Linked DNA regions of Mus musculus: region 2 is linked to region 1. Evidence: chromatin contacts called from public Hi-C data. All regions are on one chromosome and are shown on one strand. The core of a region is the stretch at or near the end of the contact, and the rest is flanking DNA. Distances in the headings are between cores, read along the strand shown. Region 1 overlaps Ttc28 (tetratricopeptide repeat domain 28). Region 2 overlaps Ttc28 (tetratricopeptide repeat domain 28).

Evidence for each region. A called contact is a pair of places that touch in the nucleus more often than the background predicts.
Region 2: a Hi-C map of cerebral cortex shows a contact between it and region 1, with 2.5 times the contacts expected there. The contact joins two enhancer-like sites. A contact is called at or near these places in 5 of 484 Hi-C or Micro-C datasets (the HL-1 cell line, cerebral cortex, nephron progenitors and 2 more), 2 of 115 datasets of contacts at active chromatin or transcription factors (cardiomyocytes and embryonic stem cells) and 1 of 9 other capture datasets (embryonic stem cells).

The regions. Positions count from the first base shown.
Region 1 is chr5:111,135,018-111,141,451 of GRCm38.p6, reverse strand. All of the region lies in intron 5 of Ttc28 (tetratricopeptide repeat domain 28), which reads right to left. Among named protein-coding and RNA genes, the nearest start is that of Gm35628, 97 kb to the left of the region's middle. Within about 2 kb of position 1,596, at least 72 of the 459 cell types and tissues checked have an H3K27ac peak or open chromatin away from gene starts, as enhancers often do. A contact at or near this core is called in cerebral cortex, where this site is marked.
Region 2 is chr5:111,267,360-111,273,431 of GRCm38.p6, reverse strand. It overlaps Ttc28 (tetratricopeptide repeat domain 28), which reads right to left. Exons shown (of 23, transcript NM_001267622.1): 14 at 2,093-2,237. Among named protein-coding and RNA genes, the nearest start is that of Gm35628, 36 kb to the right of the region's middle. Within about 2 kb of position 3,546, at least 20 of the 459 cell types and tissues checked have an H3K27ac peak or open chromatin away from gene starts, as enhancers often do. A contact at or near this core is called in cerebral cortex, where this site is marked.

The DNA of each region.
Region 1 (6,434 bases), core at 347-2,846:
GTACCGTGCAAGCAAGAAGAGAATATCCAAGTGCAACATACTCCTCAGAAACAAGCTAACGGCACAATTTCGTGTCAATTTCACAGCTCAGTGAAGTGAAAGGGATCTAGCGGCCAACCACACGCACCTAGAAGGAGGTCTACGTAGGGGCCTAGTCTTGATGGGGCCTGTGCCGTGCCTACAAGCAAAATAAGCTCAGCGGTAACATCATGTATTAAGAGAGAACACAGTTATCATTCAGACGCCCTTAGAGCGCTCTAAACAGAACGCAGAGAGGACGCCGGTGCAGGCTTCGTTTTCACAGTGTGCAAAGTTGTTCCTTGAAAACTGTGCTTGCATTCATAGGAGCTTCCCTTTAGGGCCTGGATAATGTTTAGAAACAAATTTTCATTGGAAGAGCCATAAAGCCGAGTAATTATGTTAACAGGTTCTGATGGGCTTAAAAAATCTTATAGCTGTCTATAATCTCAGGGTTCGGGAAGCAGAGGCAGAGGGATAAGGAGTCCAAGGTCATCCTTGGCCACATGGGCAGTGTGGAGTGCACAAAACAGAGAAACAAGCAAACAAACAAATCGACCCATACAACCAAAACCAAAACCAAAACCACACAGAGGACAGGAAAAAAAAAATCAGACTATATTTAACATAAAACCAGAACCAGTTCAAAGATGATATAGCTCTTATTAATAATTACATACCTATTCTTAGGTTTGGTGTGTGTAGGTGTGTGCAGATTCCCATGTGTATGGGTGGGTGCTTATGCCCCTCATGTGAATGTATATGGAGGTCACAAGACCATCTCAGCCATCAATCCCCAGGAGCCAGTGGCCTGGAACTCTCCAATTAGGCTAAGCAGGCTATCAGGAGCCTCAGATTCCCCCATTTCTATCACCCCACCACTGGGAATGTAAGTGCTGGCACAGTGCCTAGCTTTTAAAGAGACGTGTGTGTGTGTGTGTGTGTGTGTGTGTGTGTGTGTGTGTGAGTGCAGGTACCCACAGAGGTCAGAAAAGAGCATCAGATCCCAGAAAGCTGGAGTTACAGGTGGTTGTTGCCAGCTGCCTGAGATATGTGCTGGGAACTGAACTCAGGCCCTCTTAGCTAACTACTCTTTGCTACTGAGTCATTCCTCCAGTCCCAATCCTGGCTTTTGTATGTAGGTCCTGGGGATGGAACTTGGGTCCCAGCTTGTCAGAAGAGGCCACCAGATCCCCTATGATGAGGACTGAACTCTGGTCATCTGCAAGGGCAACTTGTACTCTTAAGCTCTGTCCAACGTCCCATACCTGGAAGATGGGTTTAAATTCATCTCTTCCATGAAGCTGGAAGTAAATACTGAATTCCGTTCCTAGTACAGTTTGCTAGCTTTAGTGGCAGGAAATCTTCATCTCCAAGGGCATACACTACGCCTTCCTTACACTACCTATACTCGCCTCTGCCAAATGAAAGACCGGGTGAGTTATAGAAGGCAGGTTCTCTAGTCACAGGTCTGAAATGGATTGTGACAGTCAGCAAGCGTGCTGGGGTGCTGTGCCCGGGAGGCCTTTGTAGGCTCCTGCAAGGCTCGTCATGTGACCTCCCATGGAATGCCTCACAGGGCTACTTGTTTCCTGTGTTTGTGCCCACGACGAGCACATGCAGCACTCGGAAATGACTGAGGTGCTTGGCACCTTCCACCCTAAGTTATCCGCCAAATCCCCTCGGCACTGAGACACAGAAACTCTCCCTACACTCAGAGAAGGAAAACAGGATCGGCAGAGCCCAACAACAGGCAAAACGGCAATCTGGTAATCGCTGCGGTTCAGTCTTCATTCCACTGACCTCAGAGCTCCTGCTTTTCTCACTGTGTTACTGGCCTCATGATAAAATGGCAAGAAGCAGAAAGACCAATTATCACAGATGAGAAAAATCAGACAGGATGGTGGGCTACACTGCGCCCGACTTCAGTGGAAATGCTTCTTTGAAAGGAAGCAGACTGCTCAGCCCAGTGCCTGGCCAGGAAGGAAATGACAGCCCTTGGATGCAACAGTGTGGTGTGGGAGGCGGTGGTCAACACCAGCAGCACTAGGCTGAGCATGAACACTTCCAGCTAAGCAGGATGCATAGAGAGCCAAGAGGCCAGCGCTCTTACAGCATGAAGAGTCGGGCCCCTGGGTATCTGCTAGGCTTCCAGGGTCAACATTCAGCAAGGGGTATCTCTGGTGACAGTTCCTGAAAGGGGACAGATGAGGCAGTCTATCTGTTGGCCAGCCCTCCTTGTGTGAGCTTTCTCAAAGCAAGGCAGTGTGGGACTCTGGCACCAGGATGCTGATGTAAGGCATCTGGGGCTGGCCTGAGGGGTTCTTCGGGGGGAGCTGTCCAGGAGCTCCTGCTCAGGTCAGGAGGCACCAAGGCTGGCTGCTCATTCCTGAGGCCCCAAGCTTGCAGGACAGCAGGACAGAGGGCAACAAAGTGCTGCCCTCAGGCCATACACATGGATGGAGGGTGGTGTGGTGAAAGCTTCCTGAGACTGTTCGAGGAGAAATGGAAAGGACTGGGTGATGAAGGCCTTATAAAACGAATGTTTTATCTGGACAAAGATGGGAGGGCGAGACCCTGTCAACAGAGGAAATGAACAGGTCGCAGAAGGACAACAACTCCATGTATGTAGGACGACAGAGGGGTTAGCCGTCTACAGGCATCAGCAATGGGTGAGGCACCCCCCACAATGGGTGTGTTACACTGCCACTTGTCACCTGAGAGCCTCAGCAGAGTAGACACACGCTCAGGTCTGCAGAGTCCTGCAGAAGTAACTAGTCAGTGGCTGCTTCACTGCAAATGAACTTGTGGATCGCTGGGAAACAGCAGCATCATCGTGTGACGGCCCTCTGGAAGGGCCTGGACACACTGTTCACTGCTTATATGTACAAGGGCCTAAAGCCCAGTCAGGATCAGTAAATGGCCTGTGATAAATGACCCCTTCAATCCTGCAGTGAAGCTGGGGACAGAAGGGTCTGAAGTGTCCCTAATGGGAACAGCATGTGTTCTTGTATTTGTATTCGCTCAACACAACACATGTGGTACCCACACACGGCTGAAACCTGCAGGAAACCTTAGCGCCCCCATCTATCTCCCTGACAGCTCTTACTGCAGCAGCCAGCCCTGAGATCAGGGGCCAGGCTGGGGGCTGAAGTCACTTTAATCTCCACAACTTTCTCAGGCTCTGGTTCGACATGGAAAAATGAGTTAGTTCCAGAGGTGCTCCTAAATTAAGGGAGACATTAAAATTTAAAATGAGATGCTTGCAAGGCTCAGGGATGCCAGACTCAGCAGTCAAAACACGAGCCGTATCTGCTGCCATCTCCGCCAGTGACATAAGCAGGTCACTTTGTTTCAGGAGTTAGTAAAAAGGGAAGAAAGGGTCTGGAACATGACCCCAGTGTTGGTTACAGCTCCGTCCTCCATAAATAAAACATTGAAGCCACACTGTGGGCCTTCTGCTGACACGCACATGGGGAGGGAAACAACCCCCCCACCTTCTCAGGCTGCAGGATCTGTTCTCGAGGCGGTGCGCAGAGGACCACACTTAATTCAAACCAGAGTGTGCTTACAGGTCTGTTTCCTACTGCTTCCACTCCTCCTGCTTCTCATCGTGGGAAGGACGGGCTAAATGTAAAGATGCGTGGGGCACTGGCGAAGGGGGTGGGGCACAGCCACGCCACTGGTTGCTTTTGCTCTAGCTTTATGGTGTGATTGCTTCCAATTAGGGAGACTGCACATGGTAATTCATGATAGGCAAGACTAGGGGATTATTTTAATTCCATAAGCCTCCAGATTTGTCTATAATTCTTTATGTATCCTAATAACTTATCCCCCAAAGAGAAGCAGGATAGCAAGACAGGGAAGAAGGCAGAGATACATAGAGATCAGGACAATGGCAGCCCAGGGTTCAAATCTGTGTTCCATGGAGGATTTGACCCTGCTTCCCCTCATTTGCAAACCGAGGGCGAGAACAGGATCTACCCCGCCAGGCAGCTCTGGGGATTAAGTAAGTGAAAAGATAAAGCCCTTGTTTCCATATCTGGCACGGAGAACACTCACTCCATGTAAGCTCCAATTATCCGTATCATCACAGTTATTTCTCGAAGCACCAAGTGACCCTCCAGCCCTGTCCACCTTAGGAACAGGTATTGCTAAATCCCCCATGGGTAATGTTTCTTTTTTTTTTTTTTTTAATTTAAAACTAATTTTTAATCATGCAGGTTGAACATGAAGACATTCTCCTCTGCAGAGATAACTTAAGTGAATTCCTACTTGGAGCCAGAGGGCTGAGTGAGATAATGCCTTACAGTCTCTGGGGAGCTGATGAATTTCTTGAGGGCAGGGACAGGAGGGCAGAGCCTCTACCAGGATGGTGCCAGAACAGGCTGCACCAACTGTCCTTTTCCCTTGGGGCAGGCTGCACGCCCTTACAGCTAGCTGCCTGAGCACTCACAGAAGTGGGCAGCCCTAGACAGCAAATAGCCACCCAGCAGAGCAAGAGCATGGATGTGCCTCAGCTTGACGGCCTGAATAAAGACATTTTATCTATTGTACTGAAGACTCAATTCTGAGACATTACCTCAGAGGTCGGGCCTGGAGACCCTACAGTCACTCCACCTTTTTGAGACTAGAGCACAATTTCTCAGAGAGGGTTACACTTCTCTTGTCACTGAATCAAAGACTCTCAGATACTTAGACACATTTTTAATTAGCACGAATCTAAGGAATTCACTCTGGACATAAAAGAGAAGGTTGCCTGATGGCCCTGAGAGTTGCAAAGCCTTGTCCCGGGAGACAGTTGTAGACGTTCTCTAGAAATACTCTCTGTGGAGACTGTAAACTGTGGTCTGCAGTTCACACCACTCTGCCGTCTCTAGAATTCCACCAGACAGTCATGGCCCAGAGGCCTCACAAGCTAACTTCAGTGTGAGGGTGCTCTGTGTAACGCTCTGAATGAAGACATTCATAAAAAGACCATTTTGTTGTTCTTAATCTTCTTCTTTTCATGATTCAAAATGCTGCCTTTCTCTCAAGATTGTAAATTTAGTTTCCTTATTCTCTTTGTATTTTCATTCTGTATGTCTGTGTGGTGTACGCACATGTGTGTGCATTCACATGCGTGTGCATTCACATGTGTGTGTATTCACATATGTGTGCACATGTTTGTGTGAAGGTATATCAATGTTAATATCATTAACAAAGTGAAAGGTTTTAACTCAAATTCAAGTTTAAACACTCTGTCATGTGAAGAATCAATCAGAAGTTAGCCCTTAACTGAAACAGACAAACTTAACTATTAAAAGCACATGCTTTCTACCACAGATACTTCAGACCCTAGGCTGGAGCCATTTACACATTCTAATACATAATGGGGGAGGGGTAGTTAAGGCGGGGTTTCTTTAGTTCTGACTGTCCTGGAACTTTCTCTGCAGACCAGCCTAACCTTGAACTCACGTAGGTCTGCCTGCCCATGCCTCTCAAGTGCTAGGATTAAACGTATGTGCCACGACTGCAGAGACACTTGCCACTACAAGTGCTACTCTGTCATCTGAACCACTGGAGGGTTACTTATGCCAACCGAGTTGGAGGTTGTCTTAAATTACTTCCTATTTTTGTGAGAAAGACCATGACCGAAAGCAGTTTGGGGAGGAAAGACTTGGCTTACATTACCTGAGTCAGAATCCATTGAGGGAAGCAAAGGCAAGAACCTGGAGGCAGGAACTCAAACAGAGGCCACAGAGGCGTGTTACTTACTGGCTTGTTCCTCCTGATTGGCTCGGTTTCTTTTCTTTGACCCAGGACCCCCTACCCAAGGATGGCACTGCTCACAGTGGACTAGGCCCTTCCACATCAATTATCTGTCCAGAAATTGCCCCACAGACTTGTTGGAAGTCAAGTTGACAAAAAACTACCAGCACAGAGGTGAATGTTGTAGCTTAGGGATGCTGCAGACTGTTGCTTAGATACAAGTGATGTGGGCTCAGGTCTAAGTTATTCCGCTCTCTGAGTTCCCAGCTGAGTGGTCCTCAACTGATAAGAAACAGGACTGGGTACATCACAAGGCTGCTTAGGATGATCCTGCACTTAGGCAGCGTGGCTATGACAGATTTTAATTAGATATTTGTCCCTCCAACTAATAAAAAATAGGCCATGAGCCTATTATTCAATTTTGAGTTTGTCTAGAAACCTAACTCACAAAATATAAGAAAGCTGAAGGAAACTAATGCAGTAGCCACCCCATCCACAGATCACCCACCACACAGCCACCCATCCACGAATCACCCACTGCACAGCCACCCCACCCACACATCACCCACCGCACAGCCACCCCACCCACACATCACCCACCGCACAGCCACCCCACACACACATCACCCACCGCACAGCCACCCCACCCACACATCACCCACTAC
Region 2 (6,072 bases), core at 2,297-4,796, 130 kb before region 1:
GGCTGTTTTACCTGTTTAAGGCTGAGACCACCCTTCTTTGCACCTCTGCAGGAGCGTGAGGGTGTGTAGACCACCTCAGCACACTCTTACTCTGGGGGGAGTCACAGAAGAGGGACTGTTTGAAGCACACCCCGCTGACTCTGGGCACCTCCTGGCCTCAGCTTCCTGCTGACTCCCAGCCTGGCTTGGACTTGTCACCAAGTATTGGACCCCTAGGGTGAGCGGCACCTCCACTAGATGCTGCCATCAAGGGGGCTGCCTCAGCTGTGGGTTCTGACAAGCATGTACACAGGACACGTGGCCTGTGATTCGTGGGGGGAGGGAGTATCTGGTTTCTGGCTCTTGGAAAGCCCCCAGGTCGCCACAGAAACCATGACCTAGTGTCTTCCTAGGGTCCTCTGCTTTCTGTGCTGTATCAGATCCAGTGCAAATGCACCTCAGACTGAGAGCAGCTCTGTGCACATGCATGAGGCCTCAGGCCAGCTGCTGAGGGACATGAAGCTGAGGGATGGCCCTGGCCATGACTGGGGAGTGAATTAGGTCACAAGGGAGAGAAGGAGGAGGCGACAAGAGCCAACTCCTCAGATCCCATTGTTGCTCTGTGGATGGCAGAGACGGGGGACGGGGCTTTGGGATAGAGGCCTTGCTGATCTGGGCAAGCAGAGAGCACACTCACAGCAGTCTGCCTCTTCGTCTTCCTCAGCACTGATGGAGCAGAGATGCAATCGGCTAGGAGCAAAGGTGGGAGGACGCTCAAGCAAGTGAAGAATGCCGAGTGGGGAGCTCTTCCAGGAGTGCAGAGGACTGCTGGGACTGGGGAGCACTACTGGGAGTTCAGAGGACTATAGGGAATGGGGAGCACTGTTGGGAGTGGGGAGCACTTCGAGTGCAGAGGACTGCTGGGAGTGTGGAGAGCACTACTGGAACTAGGGAGCGTTGCTAGGAGTGGGGAGCACTGCAAGTTCAGAGGACTAATAGAAGTGCAGAGGAGTGCAAGACTGCTCGTGGCAGTGGGAGGCAGGAGAAAAACCCATGTCTTCCTCAATCAGCAAGGTACAGTGAGCTGGAGCCCTATCATAGCAGTGTGGAGAGCGTGAAGATAAGAAGGGACAGGGTGGAACATGAAGGGAAGAGGGGCTTGGCCTTTCCAGGAGAAGGCTTCAGACAGGAACTCCTGAAGGGACCTTGAGGAGGGCCCTGGACACAGCAGTTCCCCCTGCCCAGGTGACAGTCCCTGCCTGCAGCCCTAATGTGTTGTACACCTTGCCCTGTGCAAACCCGACATGTCCTCTAGATGGTCCTCACAGTCCTACAGAGAAAAGACATCAGGAAGGATGGCCAGGGTCACTTGCCAGAAGACAGGAAAGTCATCCCACAGCTGTTAGGCCAGGTGAAACACCGCTGGAGGACCAGGGAGGTGCCCATTCAGGGAATGGAGAAGTCATATGTGAACTGTGGTCTCTTAAGGATACACGGTGCCTGAGAGAGAGAGAGTTGCTGAGGGATGCTCCTGCCTCCTTAGAACAGCTGTCTGTGACTATCCTGCCTGAAACTGGCCCCTAAATTCTCAGACCCACCAAGGTCCCTGTACCACCCAAGAGCACTGTTTGAATTAAGCAGGGATATGGCAGGCTCATGTGGCTTGGATATGCCAGCAAGAGGGCAAGGTAGGCTGTAGTTGGTGTCTTTAGCACCAGACATTGGTTCTGTGTTTGAGACCCAGGCAAAGAGCAAGGGGGTGGCCTGGGTCAATCCAAATAAACATCTAAGATTAGGTAGGCGTGGCTGGCATTCATTCCTAGCACTGACACGTTGAGCCTCATGACCTATAGACCAGACGAGGAGCACACGAGGACACTGAGCCAAATGCGTTCAGCCCATGTAGAGCAGAGCAAAGCAAAGCACAAGCTCAGACCTGCCATCCTGACTATAAGCAGCCAGCGAAGAATGCATGTCCGTGGAGTGCTCTGGGGGTGCACATGCACACTGAACAGAAAAAATCCGCTGGGGGGGTGATGGTGCGCATGCGCACCAAGCAGAAAAACAAATGCATTCTGATACGAAGGGGTGTCATGTCCCAGGAGCCACTTACCCCTTCCATGGGTGCGATGAGCAGATCGTACAGGGCACGGAGTGGGGGCTTGGCCAGTGAGTTCTGCCTCCTGGGCAGAGAGGAGGTCCCATCCTTGCTGGGTGACACCGTACCACTGAACAAGCTTGTCATGCTCTGGCAGCTCCTGGGGAGACAGGACCAGGGTTGGAATCAAGCTCACCCTCCATCATTCTGGTTGCCCAGAGGCAGGGCCTCTCAGCATGCCTGTCACCTCCAGCTCGTGCTTGCCCCTTGCAGGGGTACTGTCATACAACATTGAGTTCTGTACAGAACAGCGTGCGTGCATCTCTGTGGTGTCAGCTATGTAATCAAACATCCCAGAGTGCTGGTCCCGCATGGCGCAATTGTGCTCCGTCAAAGACAGGGGTCAGGAAGGGTCAGTGCAGCGGCCAGGCTGACAAGGAAGATGACGTTCAGTAGCAGTGAACTCACTGCTGAAGTGACAAGACAAGGATCTGCTGGCCAAACCCAGCCAGACCCTGACAGGGACTCTCCATTTCACAGGGGTGCCCTGAGAGCAGCTGATTGGAAAGTTGCCTGTAGAGGAGGGGCACTCTGAGCAGCTATTAGGGGCAGTTTCACTAACACAGAGGCATCTTCAACCCCCAGGACCTCCAGGAGTCATACTCTCAAAGGGTGACAAGGACAACTACTGACTGATTCAGAAAATATGTTTAGGTTATTAAGTACTGCTAGGCAGAACCATGGTCTCCACTAAGCATGCAGGTAAATGGGGAGGAGGTGGCAGAATCCTCCTGGCAGCCTGGCTCGTGGCCTCAACGTGGCCAGCTGGTAGCACACTCTGTGAGACTGTCGAGTGTTAGCAGTGTATTGTTTCCACGGTATGCGGCAGGACCTGCACTGGCACGAACTGTGCCAGACGCCAGACAGAGCAGCAGGCTGTATGGCAAGTGCTCTGCCTGTTAGTTTTGTGACAGCTATTCAGTTGTTGCCAGAGGGCTTCCTCCGGGGCCAGTTGGAGGGGGCCTGTGTGCCTCCCCGGCTGTGGCTCCTGTGTTCTACTTTCTCCCTTAGGTCTTCCCCGTCCCACCTATTTCCTGGGGTGCAGCCATTCCCCTCTACTCGGGAAATATGATTACAAGTGACAGGGTGTGCTATAGCTTTGCTACCAGAGCCATTGGTGTACAGATGACCCTGGAGAGACACTCTGTATCCAGGGACAGTGCTCTCCGAAGGAGAGATGTGCACATTGTTCTCTGAAGACGTGCTTGAGCAGAGCATTGGCTCCCTTCTGGCTGTACAAGGGGGCTGGGTTCAGGGCTGGCACAGGACAGGCACCTTCCCACTTCCCATTGACCCAGCAGCAGGCCAGGTCCCCAAGGAAGTCCTCAGGGGCCCTCTCCAGTCTCTCATCTCTGCAGCTGCCCTGGGCAGGGCAGGGGTCAAGCTTTGTATGCCACTGGACTTGCACTATCACAGAGATCCAGCAGGTGGCGGTAGATCACTGTCTTGCCATCCAGTCCCAGCTCCACTTGGGACAGTGACAGCTAAGTCCCAGCTCCACTTGGGACAGCTAAGTGACAGCTCAGCCCCAGGAAGAGGGGGTTCCTTGGCTATGAACCCACTTTAGAGGACTGCAGAGCACAGCAGCCTGTGCTGTGCAGGGAGGAGGCAGGGCAGGTGCAACCCAGGGCGTATTGTTCACACACTGTTGGAAGAGGCGGCTGTCGGCTTGGTGTGACTAAGCCTGGTCTCCCCTGACAGACGCTGCTGTGCCCCTGAGCCCACCACCTTCCGCAGAAGCTTGGGATGGCAAGGGAGCTGGCATCTGTCCCTCCTGACACTGCTGCTCGGGGGCAGCATAGGGGCCCACTGACCTTACCTGTGCTTGGCATGGAGAGGTGAGACTACAGGCAGGGGCAGTAGCCTTCTCACCTATCCATGACAGCAACGTGGTCAGCCCTTTGCAGAGGCTCTACACCCCAAAGCAAGCCCACGGGGCGTTGCTCCCTGTGAGTTCACAAGGACCCCTCAGATATGTTGGGAGGAGCTGTCCGCAGGGGCCAGAATGATCCTGCTTTGCGCCTGGAGGAGCCTAAGCACACACAGGTGAGTGCTTGCTGGAGCTTTAGAAGCCCAGGGCCAGCATCTAAGGAGGGTGAGTGGGGTCTGGGAGACTGGACCACAGACTTTCCATCTGACAGGTCAGATCCTGTGCTGCCTCTTCATGTAGCTACGAGGCTCTGGGTGACTGCTTCTTCCAGGCAGCTGGAACAGCTGGATTCCTTGTAAGCCTGCTATCAGTGACAGCTATTCCATTGTTGCCTGAGAGAGCAAGCCAGAGGGACTTTCCTCCAGGGCCAGTTAGAGAAGGTGGGGCAAGCCTTCCCAGTTTCCTTTGAACCGTGCCCTTTACAGCTATGGGAAGAAGGGTCAACAGAGATCAGGGAAGTGCTACATTGTGCTGGTGCTTAGAGGCATCAGCTGAGCATCACAGGTGCCTTCTCTTTGCTGGGGTGGTACCTGACCAAAGGACCCTTCTATCCTTCCCCCACTCTCCAGTTAAGTGAGTCAGGCACATGTAAGTATGTAGTAGCAAGGTAGCCAGCACCTCGGGGGTGGAGAAAGAAATCCTAGAGCAAATCCAGTCTCTAGAGATGTGCAGCCCAGGGCGGGGGTGGGGGTGGGGTTGGGCAGACAGACCCAGAGAAAAAATGCAAGGGAGCAGGCAAAGACCTCTATACCCAAAGCACCAGGGAATCTTCGAAGAAGAGAGTACTCAGCTAGGAAAGCCAGACTTGGTCATGTCCCAATGCCAGGCAAAGATCTGGAGTCAGTAATGACAAGCCTGGGACTCCTCTGGGCCATACAGAGGGGACAGACTATGGAGAGAGTGGATGGCAGGGTCACGTAGAGGCTATCTGACTCCACTTAGCATCCTGAGAAGGGGTAAGACTGTGTGAGTGGGGGTCTGGAGACCACCCACTTGCCTCAGGGTATGGGTGAGGGATGAACCCCATCTTGCCACCACTCTGTTGGGAGTGACATGTCACGTAGTGCTGGCCACCTTGCAAGGCCCTCTTCCAGGATTGCATCACCACTCCCTGTGAACGGTGAATGCTCAGGCATGGGGTGGGGGTAGTCAGCATGGGGACCGGAAGCACCTGCAGGCCCACCTGCACACTGGCTCTTGTCCTTCCTAATGCCACGACCTTTAAATACAGTTCCTCATGTTGTGGTGACCCCCAACCATGAAATTATTTTTGTTGCTACCCCATAACTGTAACTTTGCTGCTGTTATGGATCTTGATGTAAATATCTGTGTTCTCTGATGGTCATAGGTGACCCCTGTGAGAGGGTCATTTGACCTCCGAAGGGGCTGACACCCACAGCACTAGCATATCCGGCTGGGGCTGGAGTTACCAGGCATGGGCTGTGGGGGGCAGAGTTGGGGTTTAGCGGCATCTCCAGCACTCACTGTCACCTGCAGCTGGGGAGTGTCATCCCTGGGACAGGGCCTCAGGTAGGGAGCTTCTGGGGCTGCTGAGCTGAGTCCACCTCCCAGTCTTCTATACAGTCTTGAGGGATTAGCATATTGTAGACAGGAAAGTGAATTAAGAAGTAATGAGGAGACACTCTTGTCTCCACGCTCAGCCTCGCTCTTGCCTGGCAAGAGGGCCATCAGCCATGCGATGCTGCCCACATACCAGGAAGCCAGCTGATGTTTGCAGAGTGGTCCTTAATTGCCACACTGAAGGGACATGGTGGGGGGGGGGGTCTGTGCACATGTTAGGACTGAGAAGGTGTCTACTAGGTGTCAACTACAGCCTGGTGAGGCCTGCATCTAGTTTTGGGCTTGCTGTTCTTGATCACAAGCCAAAATCTTATCCCTTGCCACCCAGGTGGAGAAGATGCCAAGTCTAGCCCAACCCCACACCTCCTTGCATCTGGCTGAGTCCTTCTAAGACAGAGGGACACCCCCACGGCCAAGAGGGAGG